Regions from separate parts of the Pan troglodytes genome. Here region 1 is linked to region 2. Evidence: chromatin contacts called from public Hi-C data. All regions are on one chromosome and are shown on one strand. The core of a region is the stretch at or near the end of the contact, and the rest is flanking DNA. Distances in the headings are between cores, read along the strand shown. Region 1 has its middle 67 kb from the start of TSC22D3. Region 2 has its middle 47 kb from the start of PRPS1.

Region 1 (4,534 bases), core at 336-2,835, 37 kb before region 2:
GGAACCAAATCAACAGGCGTGGGCCTCTTCTGTCTTCTGAAAACATCACTGGGGTCACTTAATGCATTCTCCTTAATACCAATCCACATGTGACACTTGACTTGGCAAAGGAGCTAAGAAGGCTCTAGTAAGAGAAGGAGGGAGAATGTATGAGGTAGCAAAACCACCCCCCTTTCCTTTGCTCTTCCCCCTACTTCCAGCCAAGGAAAGATATCCTCAGTCCCTGCTGAAAGTTCTTAGGGACACTGCTGAAAGTTCTCTCACCAAACCCACCAACCACGTGGGTAGGGCCAAGTCTAAGGCTCCTGGCTCCAGATTCCTTCCTCCACCTCTCTTTGGGGTTCATTATCACCCATCACCCTTTCCCAGATCCATGTCCCCAGCATCCAGAGACCTAGCATTTCTCTGATTGGTTGTTGATGAGTGCTTAGTGTCTCCTTTACCACGCCCTAACCTGAACTTCCTCTGGACCCTGAGCTGTGTTCTAAGCCCACTGTGTTCCCAAGGGAAACTATCACCTCTCTTCAAGTGACTCCATTCCATCTCAGCTTCTGGTAGCATATATACCTATCCTTTTCCCACTTGAAATTGGGGAAACAGAACTCCTTGATTTTCCTGAGCCACAAACCTCAAGGTGACCAAGATATCTTGCCCCCCGCCCCTTACATCAACCACTGCCTAAATGTAATCAAAATGACATGCTTCTTCCTCTGTAAAGGTCATACATGTTGACATTTTGGGTTTTTTTTTTTTTTTTTTTTTTTGAGACAGGGTCTCACTCTTGTTGCCCAGGCTGGAATGCAGTGGGGCCATCAAAGCTCACTGCAGTCTCAACTCCCTGGGCTCAGATGATCCTCACCTCAGCCTCCTGAGTAGCTGGGGCTACAGGTGTGCACCACCACTCCTGAATATATATATTTTTTTGTATTTTTAGTAGAGATGGAGGTTTCGCCATGTTGCCCAGGCTGGTCTCGAGCTCCTGGACTCAAGCAACCTGCCTGCCTTGGCCCTCCAGAGTGCAGGGATTATAGGCATGAGCCACTGCACCCAGCTGACCTGTTCTTTTCTAATCACCAAAACCCTTCAGAACATTGCAAACTCCTGCTTGCTGGCCTCTCAAATCCCAATTTCCCCACCTGCTCCCAACCTTGCTATTCATAATGCCAGGTTCATTGTCTATACCTGCCAACTGGTTCATGGCATGCAGATTCCACAGCTGCTCGTACAGATACAAACTTCAAACGAGTGCATTCAAAGCCCCCTGGCAGCCATTCCTCACCCTGACCAGCTCTCCCAATCCCCACTTACTCCCAAATCCCCCACCTTTCAAAATTAGCTCAGAGATTTTGTGGCTATTTGGTTCATCTTCTGTAGACTTCCCATGCCAGACTTGCAGCTGAATGAGAAAAAGCAGATGAAAAAAGGAAACCTAGAAAATAGCCCAACAACGCCCCAAACCTCTCTGGTCATCAAGCCTTTCCCTACAAGAAAGGGGAAAAAACTGGCCCCACAGTCACATAGTGGTAAAGAGAGAACAACTTTGTTTCCTAGGCAACGCTGACTAAACAGAGACAAACACTGCAACTTCTGAGGCCACAGCAGTTACTAGGCTAGATAAGAGGAAGTTTGTAGATGTTTCTTAGTCACATACAGGAGCAGCTTTCTGTTGTTGTTTCTCCACAGAAAAGCAACTAAGGGTGGAGAAAGGCAAAAGAACACGTTGCTCCTGGAAAGACTTCCATGGGTTTTAGGCTTCTGGGCTCAGCTGGTCCAGCTGGACCCAGAACGAGGAAAATAATAATGAGGCTTGAAGCAGTAAGCATCCCCTGCCTGCTTTTGCCACCTCTGTATGTGCCCTCCCATCTATTCTCTCATCTCATCCTCATGGAGGCTTCCCAGCATAGCAGCAAGGATCACAAGAGCACTGCTCCCTGGCCCCGCTTCTGAGTACAAAACATTCTGTTTCCTGCCCTTAGAAAAAGAGGCAGTTATGATTTACCTCCATTTGACAGACGAGAAAACTGAGAGCCAGAGAACTTAGTGCTACTCCCATGGCTCCCACATGTCCCATGGGGCAGTGGTTCCCAACCTTAGTGACAATAAGGGCCCTTTTTTTATGTCGAAAATATTCTCAAACCTCCCCCAACTCTATAGTACTTGAACTTTTGGTATTCATTGAGAGAGAAAGAGAGACTCAGGTGGGCGGGGCCGGGGGGGGCGGCGGGACACATAATTACAAACACTAACTGTGAATTCAGTGGGCCTTAAAGGAATTAATTATATTCACTACAAAATCAAAGACATGGATTTGAAAGCTAAAACAACAATGCATATATTAATTAGCTAGATTGAGCCATTCCACAATGTGTATATATTTCAAAACATCACAAATGCATACAATTTTAGTTGTGTCTGTCAATTTAAAGAAAAAGTAGACTAGAACAGAAATGTGGGTGATGGGTTATTTCCAGACAAGGACTGCTTGGGACACAAAGTGTGAGGCTTTCAAGCTGGGGATGGCCACAGAGGAGGGTGTTCCAGGAGGGCTCAGACAAGGAAGCCAGGGGCAGGGCCTCTGGGACCTGGAGTATCAGCAGAAGGACTCCAGAAAGACCATAGGAAAAAAGGTGCATGATCCACTGTCCCTTAAGGTATTGTGAAGTTGGCTGGGTGCGGTGGCTCACGCCTGCAATCCCAGCACTTTGGGAGGCCAAGGCGGGCAGATCACCTGAGGTCAGGAGTTCGAGACCAGCCTGGCCAACATGGTGAAACCCCATCTCTACTAAAAATACAAAATTAGCTGAGTGTGGTGGCGCATGCCTGTAATCCCAGCTACTCAGGAGGCTGAGGCAGGAGAATTGCTTGAACCCAGGAGGCGGAGGTTGCAGTGAGTCAAGATCACGCCATTGCACTCCAACCTGGGCAACAAGAGCGAAACTCCGTCTCAAAAAAAAAAATGATAAAATTATTGCAAAGTTGCCCTCACATCATCCACATCATCAATCCTATTTATGCTGGAAAATCTTGCTTTCAACTCTCAGCACCTCTCCTCCTAGTTGGTTAGAAATTAATGGACATAATTACAGCTTTGTAGACAGCCCAGTTCCTCAGGTTATCTCATGTACAGGAGCTTGTTGAAACCCAAACACTTAATACTTAACCGCCTCCACAAGATCAGGCAAGGTTTAACAGAGAACTCGATCAGTTAGGTATTCCAAGCAGACATGGTTTCCAGAGATGAGCTGGCTGAAAGAGGAGGTGATCATACTAATTACTAATAATAGCTAACACTTACATGGCACTTACTTTATGCTAGAAACCGTCATAAGACTTTTTACATCTGTTGACTCTTAATCCTGTCCACAGACATATGAGGTATGCCCTATTGAGATCACCATTCTACACATGAGAACATGAAAACACTACGGCACAGAGAGGTTAAGCAACTTGCCCAAAGTCATACAGCTGGTGAATGGCAAAGCCCACATTGGGGGGAGGCAAGATTAATGCACTGAGAAGCAGGATAGAGAATCTGAACAGTTTTCATAATTCCTCCAACGTAACCAGAAGTGTTCCAGGGCTCATGGTGGGAAGGGGGAAATAGAAGAAAGACCACCCCAAACTAGCAGAGGGACTAACACAAGGAAAATAAATGACTAATGAGCACGGGAGGGGTGGCAGTGAACAGAGAAGAAGGTAAGCGGGAGGGTGGGAGGCTCACTTGGCTGGCTCCCAGCCAAGTGACTTTAGATAGAATCTAAGAGGTCTCAGGGAGCCATGGTAGGCTTCTGAGCAGGGAAGTGATGTGATGCAAAAGATATTTGTAGAAGATGGGTCCTGGCAGCTGGAGAGGCTGGAATAGGGAAAGGCTAGTGATGGGCCAGCTGTTGCTGTAATCCAGGTGTGAGGTGATGAGGGCCAGCTGGGGCAGGGATAGGGGTAGTAGAAGGAAGAGGAAGGGACAAAGCCAAAAGACACTGAGAGGCAGTATTTATTTCTCCAAGTGCAGTCTGCAGTCCACCCACATCAGGTTTGTTGGGAAGTTTAAAATGTGGATTCCATGCTCCACCCCTACACCAAAGAGCCGAGTAGGACTGGGGAACTGATAACTCTAACAAATCCCTCTTGGTGCTGGAGTATGGGAAAGTTTGAGGAATCTCCACTAGGTGAAAAATCAGAATTACTTGGTGGCGAAGTAAGCTGGGGAGAAGACAGCAAGATAGCCACAAGTCAAGGATGACATGAGTTTTGGGTTTGGGTTTTTGTTTTTGTTTTTTTTAATTGTGGTGAAATAGACATAACATAGAATTTACCATTTTCACCCATTACAAATGTACAGTCCAATGCCATTAATTATGGTCACATTGTTGTGTAACCATCACCACCATCCTTCTCAAGAACTTTGTCATCATCCCAAACTGGCACTGTATACCCATTAAACACTAACTGCCCCCCAACCCCATTTCCTTCTCCCCCAGCCTCTGGTGACATGGAAGTTTTGAGTCGGGAGGATTGGTGGACTATGGAAGCACTG
Region 2 (4,676 bases), core at 2,032-4,531:
GTGTGAAAATGTCCCTGGTGCTAAATCAATTAGGATCGCCTTGGCAATCAAGCCCTTGATTTGTCAGCTTTATTTCCCAGCTTCTTCCGTACCTTCTAGGTAGAATCTCATTAACTCCTTTCCAATCTCTAGGAAAAAAGCAAGCACCTGAGAAAAAGAGGACACACACAGCTGCATTCAAGCCGCCTTCACAGAGAAAACAGGTAGTCAGTGGGGGAAAAAATTGGCGATGTTATGCTTAAAATATCTGGGAAATGGTAGCAGTACTTTAAAAGCAAGCCTGGCTGGGGGGCCTTTCCATTGGCCTTGCCCAGCTGTCTCCCTCCCACTCAGAACGAAATGTTCTGTCTTTTTGTGGTTGTAACCTCTTTTCACTTGGAATGACTTGCTATGTCTGGACGTTGATCAGGGCTGCTGCTCTAAGACGCTCTCACGCAATAATAAATTACCCAGTAAGCCTTGGTGTAAGATCTCCTCCCCCGCCCCCGCCCACTTTTTTCTCCTCCCCGTCCTCCTCATCCCACTGGAAAAGTCGCTGTGGTTGGTTCTTAGGCGGCTTCCAAGCCCATGCTGATCAGCATCACTTGCCTCTGGCCACCCTCCCCTGTGACCGGCAGCACATGTCGCCCCACGCGGCCCCGGCTTGGGGAGCGTAAGGCATGTGGGCCTCCATGCGGCCGCCAGACGAGGGCGGGACCGGGACGCTTCGCCCTGCCTGGGGCTCCTGGTGAGTTCCGGGTGACTGGAGTGGGGACAAGAGGCACCAGGGAAGGACGTGAGTTCTTTAGATTTTCCAAACGCCTCTGACACATGTCCTCACTCAAAGCTGCCCAAGAAAACAAAACAAGCTCCGCTAACTAGGGAGGCGGGAAAAAGTGGGGGAGGCAATGAAGGTTTGGCCTCAGAATCCCAGAACTACAGTGGGATGAGGGGTGGGCAGGGAGGAGGTGGAGAGGCAGGCAGGGCTGGCCGCCCTGGCACAGCCTTGGAAGCCAAGCTTTGGGGTTTAGAGGAGAGCAGGGGTCAAATGCCTGAGAGCCTGCCTAGGCAGGTAAGGGGAAAGGGGAAAGTGGCCAGGGTACAAGAGGGTGGTTCTCAAAATTGGCTGCAAATTATAATCACCTGGGGAGCTTTTACAAATCCGGACACCCGGGTCTCACCTTACACCAATGTTATCAGAATCCCAGGGGGTGAGACCTAGGCAGGAGTGTTTTTCTAAACTCCCCAGGTGGTTCCAATGTGCAGCTGACTCTGAAAACCAGCAGTGCAAGAGCTCGCTGCTCAGAGCTGGTCCCAAGCCCGGCAGCATGAACCACAACTGGGAGCTTGTCAGAAATGCAGAATCTTGAGCCCCAGCTGGGATCTACTGAATCAGCATTTGCATTTTAAAAATAACAGCCCTATTAAAGTATCATTCACATGCCATAAAATTCACCCTTTTAATGTGTACAATTAAGAAGTTGTTAGTATATTCAGAATGCTGTGTAACCACCACCTCTATCTGGTTCCATTTTCATCACTCCAAAAAGAAACCCCAGACCCTTTAGCAGTCAGTCCCCATTTCCCTCCCCACAGCCATGGGCAACCGCTGCTGTACTTTCTGTCTCTAAGGATTTGCTCCGTCTGGATGTTGCAATTACACACATTACGGTTTGCAAAGCACTGGCATGAAAAACCCTCTAAAACAAACGGCCCTTACTCCCTTCCCACAATCATTGCCATGCAGCCATGAGGGTCCAGAGTTGCTAGATTCTCTGCTTTTTTGCAAAAGAAGCCAATATGTGGATTTTTATGTGAAATCTTCCACTTTTTAAAAGGTTGCCAACTAATTCAAATTTATGGAAAACACTGTTCAGGCCAAACAAAACCTGCCCAAGGGCTGGATTCAGTCTGTTAGCCACCAGTTTGCAACTTCTGACAGTCACCAGGTTCTTCCCAAACCCACCCAAATCCTTTCTACTCCAGCCATAGTCTGTCTTTTTGTTCCAGTTTCCATGAGTGTGGGAAAATTACTGCTTAGTAGCCTCCTTATAAAATCTTCTCATCTTATTTCTCCCTTCTCCAAATGGACAGCCAAGCATTTCTTGAGGACCTACTATGTGCTTAGTGCTTTATATATTTTGTGAATCACTTAAATCTTCACAACAACCTTTAGGGCAGAGATTATTACCCAAGTTTTAAAGACGCAGAAACTGGAGCTCAGAGAGGTTAAGTAACTTTCCTGATGTTGCACAGCCACTAAGTGACAAAGCCTGAACTCTTTCCGCCTCACTACACTGCCTCTACTTCACCAGTCTCTGCCCCGAGGCCCCATCTTTCATCTTTCTTCCTATTCTGAGCCTTTTCCCTTTTCCCCAGATGATGGACATGGCTGTCTGATGAAGACTCTAGACTGTCACAGAGCATGGTCTCAACAAGCTTAGGACCCATGTTTGCTGGGGAGAGTCTCAGCTTCAAACACTCGGGCTTGTTTCCCCATAAGTACATTCATCCTTGTCAAATATGTGTCCTGATCTTTGGTTTGGAAAATGTGGTCCACAGAAGTGAGCTGTGCTCTATTTTGACGCTGAATCTTACTCAGCTTGTGGTCAACTCCCTCCTTCACTTGGTGTTTTCCTTGTTTATTTGTGTCGAGCCAAATTATGTTGTTAGGTTTTGTCACTAACGAACCCCTTGCACTCATCCCTGCTGAATTTCACCCGGGTTTCACAGGACCTTCTTCCTCTAACCCGTCCAACTGGAAGTCCCTCCCCTCTCTGCTGTGGGTTTGGCCCCCCTCCCAACCTTCTGTCATTTTCAAGTCACTTCAGGCTTCGGAAAACTGTCTCCACCCTCCCAAAAGGTCCCATCTGGTTTCCTCCCTTCACTGCTCTGGAAACCCTACATAGGCCTCCCTGACTGGGGGAGGGAGGGCAACCTCCCTGGGAGGAGGGGCCTCCCTGAGAGGGAGTGGGGTGGGGAGGACAGGTAAAGGGAAGCAGAATCTGCTCCCCTAAATTGGTTGGGGGTGGAGTAGGATCTGGATGTGACTGGGAGTGTCTGCAGGCTGTAGCCTTTGGCTGGAACCTCTCCTAGGCCAGCTCCAGACTTAATCTGGTCCCAGGAGGGTGTCAGGGGTCCATGGACCTCTTTTTCCGATCAGAGGGATCCTTAGTCCTGGGGGACCATTTGGCAGAAGGTCCTTTAACTCAGTCCTGACCCCTGAGTACACCCCGTTGTCTGAGCACTGCAGGCTCCCAGGCTGGTTACTAGGTGCAGGGCTCAAACAATGTAGTGTGACAGTTCCGCAGCCCACCTCAGGGGCCTCCCCAAGCCACAAGGGTGTGGTTTGCAGTCTGGGTACATTCTGTACCCTCACTCTGGGGGCGGGTTTGTGGTTCCAAGTGCTGTGCAGCCGAGCCCCGCCCATGCCTTTCCTCTCCAGCCACAAAAACAAGCTTGACACCAAGAGGGGAGGAATTGAGAAAATAAAAAATAATAATAATAAAAAAGGCTGTTACTGTACAGCTGGTCCCTGGAGACTCCAAGGTGGCCCCGCCCCTTCCCCTTCCTCTGAAGGTTTCCCATGGGTGGAAGGCCAACAGTGTCACTGGATGTCTACTGCTGGTTCTTTCCTTCCCTTCCCATGCCTTTGAATGGCTGCCTGAGCCACAGAGCAACAACCTAGAGGAGATGCCAAGCAGTGCTCTCTAGGGACTTGCTGCCACTGTCTTCCCTAGAGCCCCTGAAACAGGGCTTTCCTTTCTCTGCCAGCACTAGGCATCTCCACATTCCTCTGGCCATTGCTCTGACTGCTAGGTTCTCGGGCCTCTGCACCTTCATCGTTATTATTAGCATCATTATATCAGCTACCACTGATTGAGGGCCTGTACGGTACTGGGTGCTTCCACCCTTTCACCATTTAATAATCACTTCATGAGGTAATCCTAGCTGATGCTTATCTCGCACTTACTATTGTAAGTGCTTTGCACATCTCATTTAATCCTCAACAGTTTTGAGATGGGTCCCTGTACTGTTTTACAGCCAAGGAAACTGAGGCACAGAGAGGTTAAACACTGTGGCCAAGGTCATACTCTACTAAGTGGGAGAATCAGGATTTGAACCCAAGTCCGCTACACTTGAATCGATGATCTTTCTGCTGGACTGCCTCCATTTCCCCCCGGACAATCCTGAAAACTGGATACCTTCTATCAGTTTTTTCACTGGAGAATAGGCTAGCTAACTTGGACCTCAGAGGAGAGGACAGCTCCCTGGAGAATCTGGAAGAGGCAGGAGCGAACTTTGCTCAGTTGCAGGGATTCCCCAGGACTCCCTGGGAGTCAGGCCACACCCAGTTGCTTCTGCTGGGCTGGCGGTCTGTCTGCTCTGGAGTGGGGTGGGGTGGTGCAGTGCACACCACACACACACACACACACACACACACACGCACGCACGCACACACGGAGGGAGGGGGGAAAGGGAGATGGGGTAGGTGAGGAAACTCACCGTCCCAGAGCTCTCTTGCACCCTCTTCAGGCAATAAGCTCTCACTGCTGTTCCTGTCCAGGTGACCAATTTTTGCCATAGGAGGCCCTATTTTTAGACCTCAAAACCCACCACCAATGTCTGGGCTGCAAGCTCAGTGGACCAGGCTGCTGCACGGGCTGTTTTGTTTTTGTTTTCGTGGTGTTTTAAAA

What was found. Hi-C and Micro-C count contacts between places; a contact is called where the count stands out from the background.
Region 1: a contact with region 2 is called in a Hi-C map of a lymphoblastoid cell line, with 3 times the contacts expected there. The contact joins two enhancer-like sites. A contact is called at or near these places in 2 of 7 Hi-C or Micro-C datasets (a lymphoblastoid cell line and stem cell-derived neural progenitor cells) and 1 of 1 datasets of contacts at active chromatin or transcription factors (stem cell-derived excitatory neurons).

Annotation. Positions count from the first base shown.
Region 1 is chrX:105,192,457-105,196,990 of NHGRI_mPanTro3-v2.0_pri, reverse strand. No RefSeq gene overlaps it. Among named protein-coding and RNA genes, the nearest start is that of TSC22D3, 67 kb to the left of the region's middle. Within about 2 kb of position 1,585, at least 3 of the 24 cell types and tissues checked have an H3K27ac peak or open chromatin away from gene starts, as enhancers often do. A contact at or near this core is called in a lymphoblastoid cell line, where this site is marked.
Region 2 is chrX:105,156,731-105,161,406 of NHGRI_mPanTro3-v2.0_pri, reverse strand. No RefSeq gene overlaps it. Among named protein-coding and RNA genes, the nearest start is that of PRPS1, 47 kb to the right of the region's middle. Within about 2 kb of position 3,281, at least 3 of the 24 cell types and tissues checked have an H3K27ac peak or open chromatin away from gene starts, as enhancers often do. A contact at or near this core is called in a lymphoblastoid cell line, where this site is marked.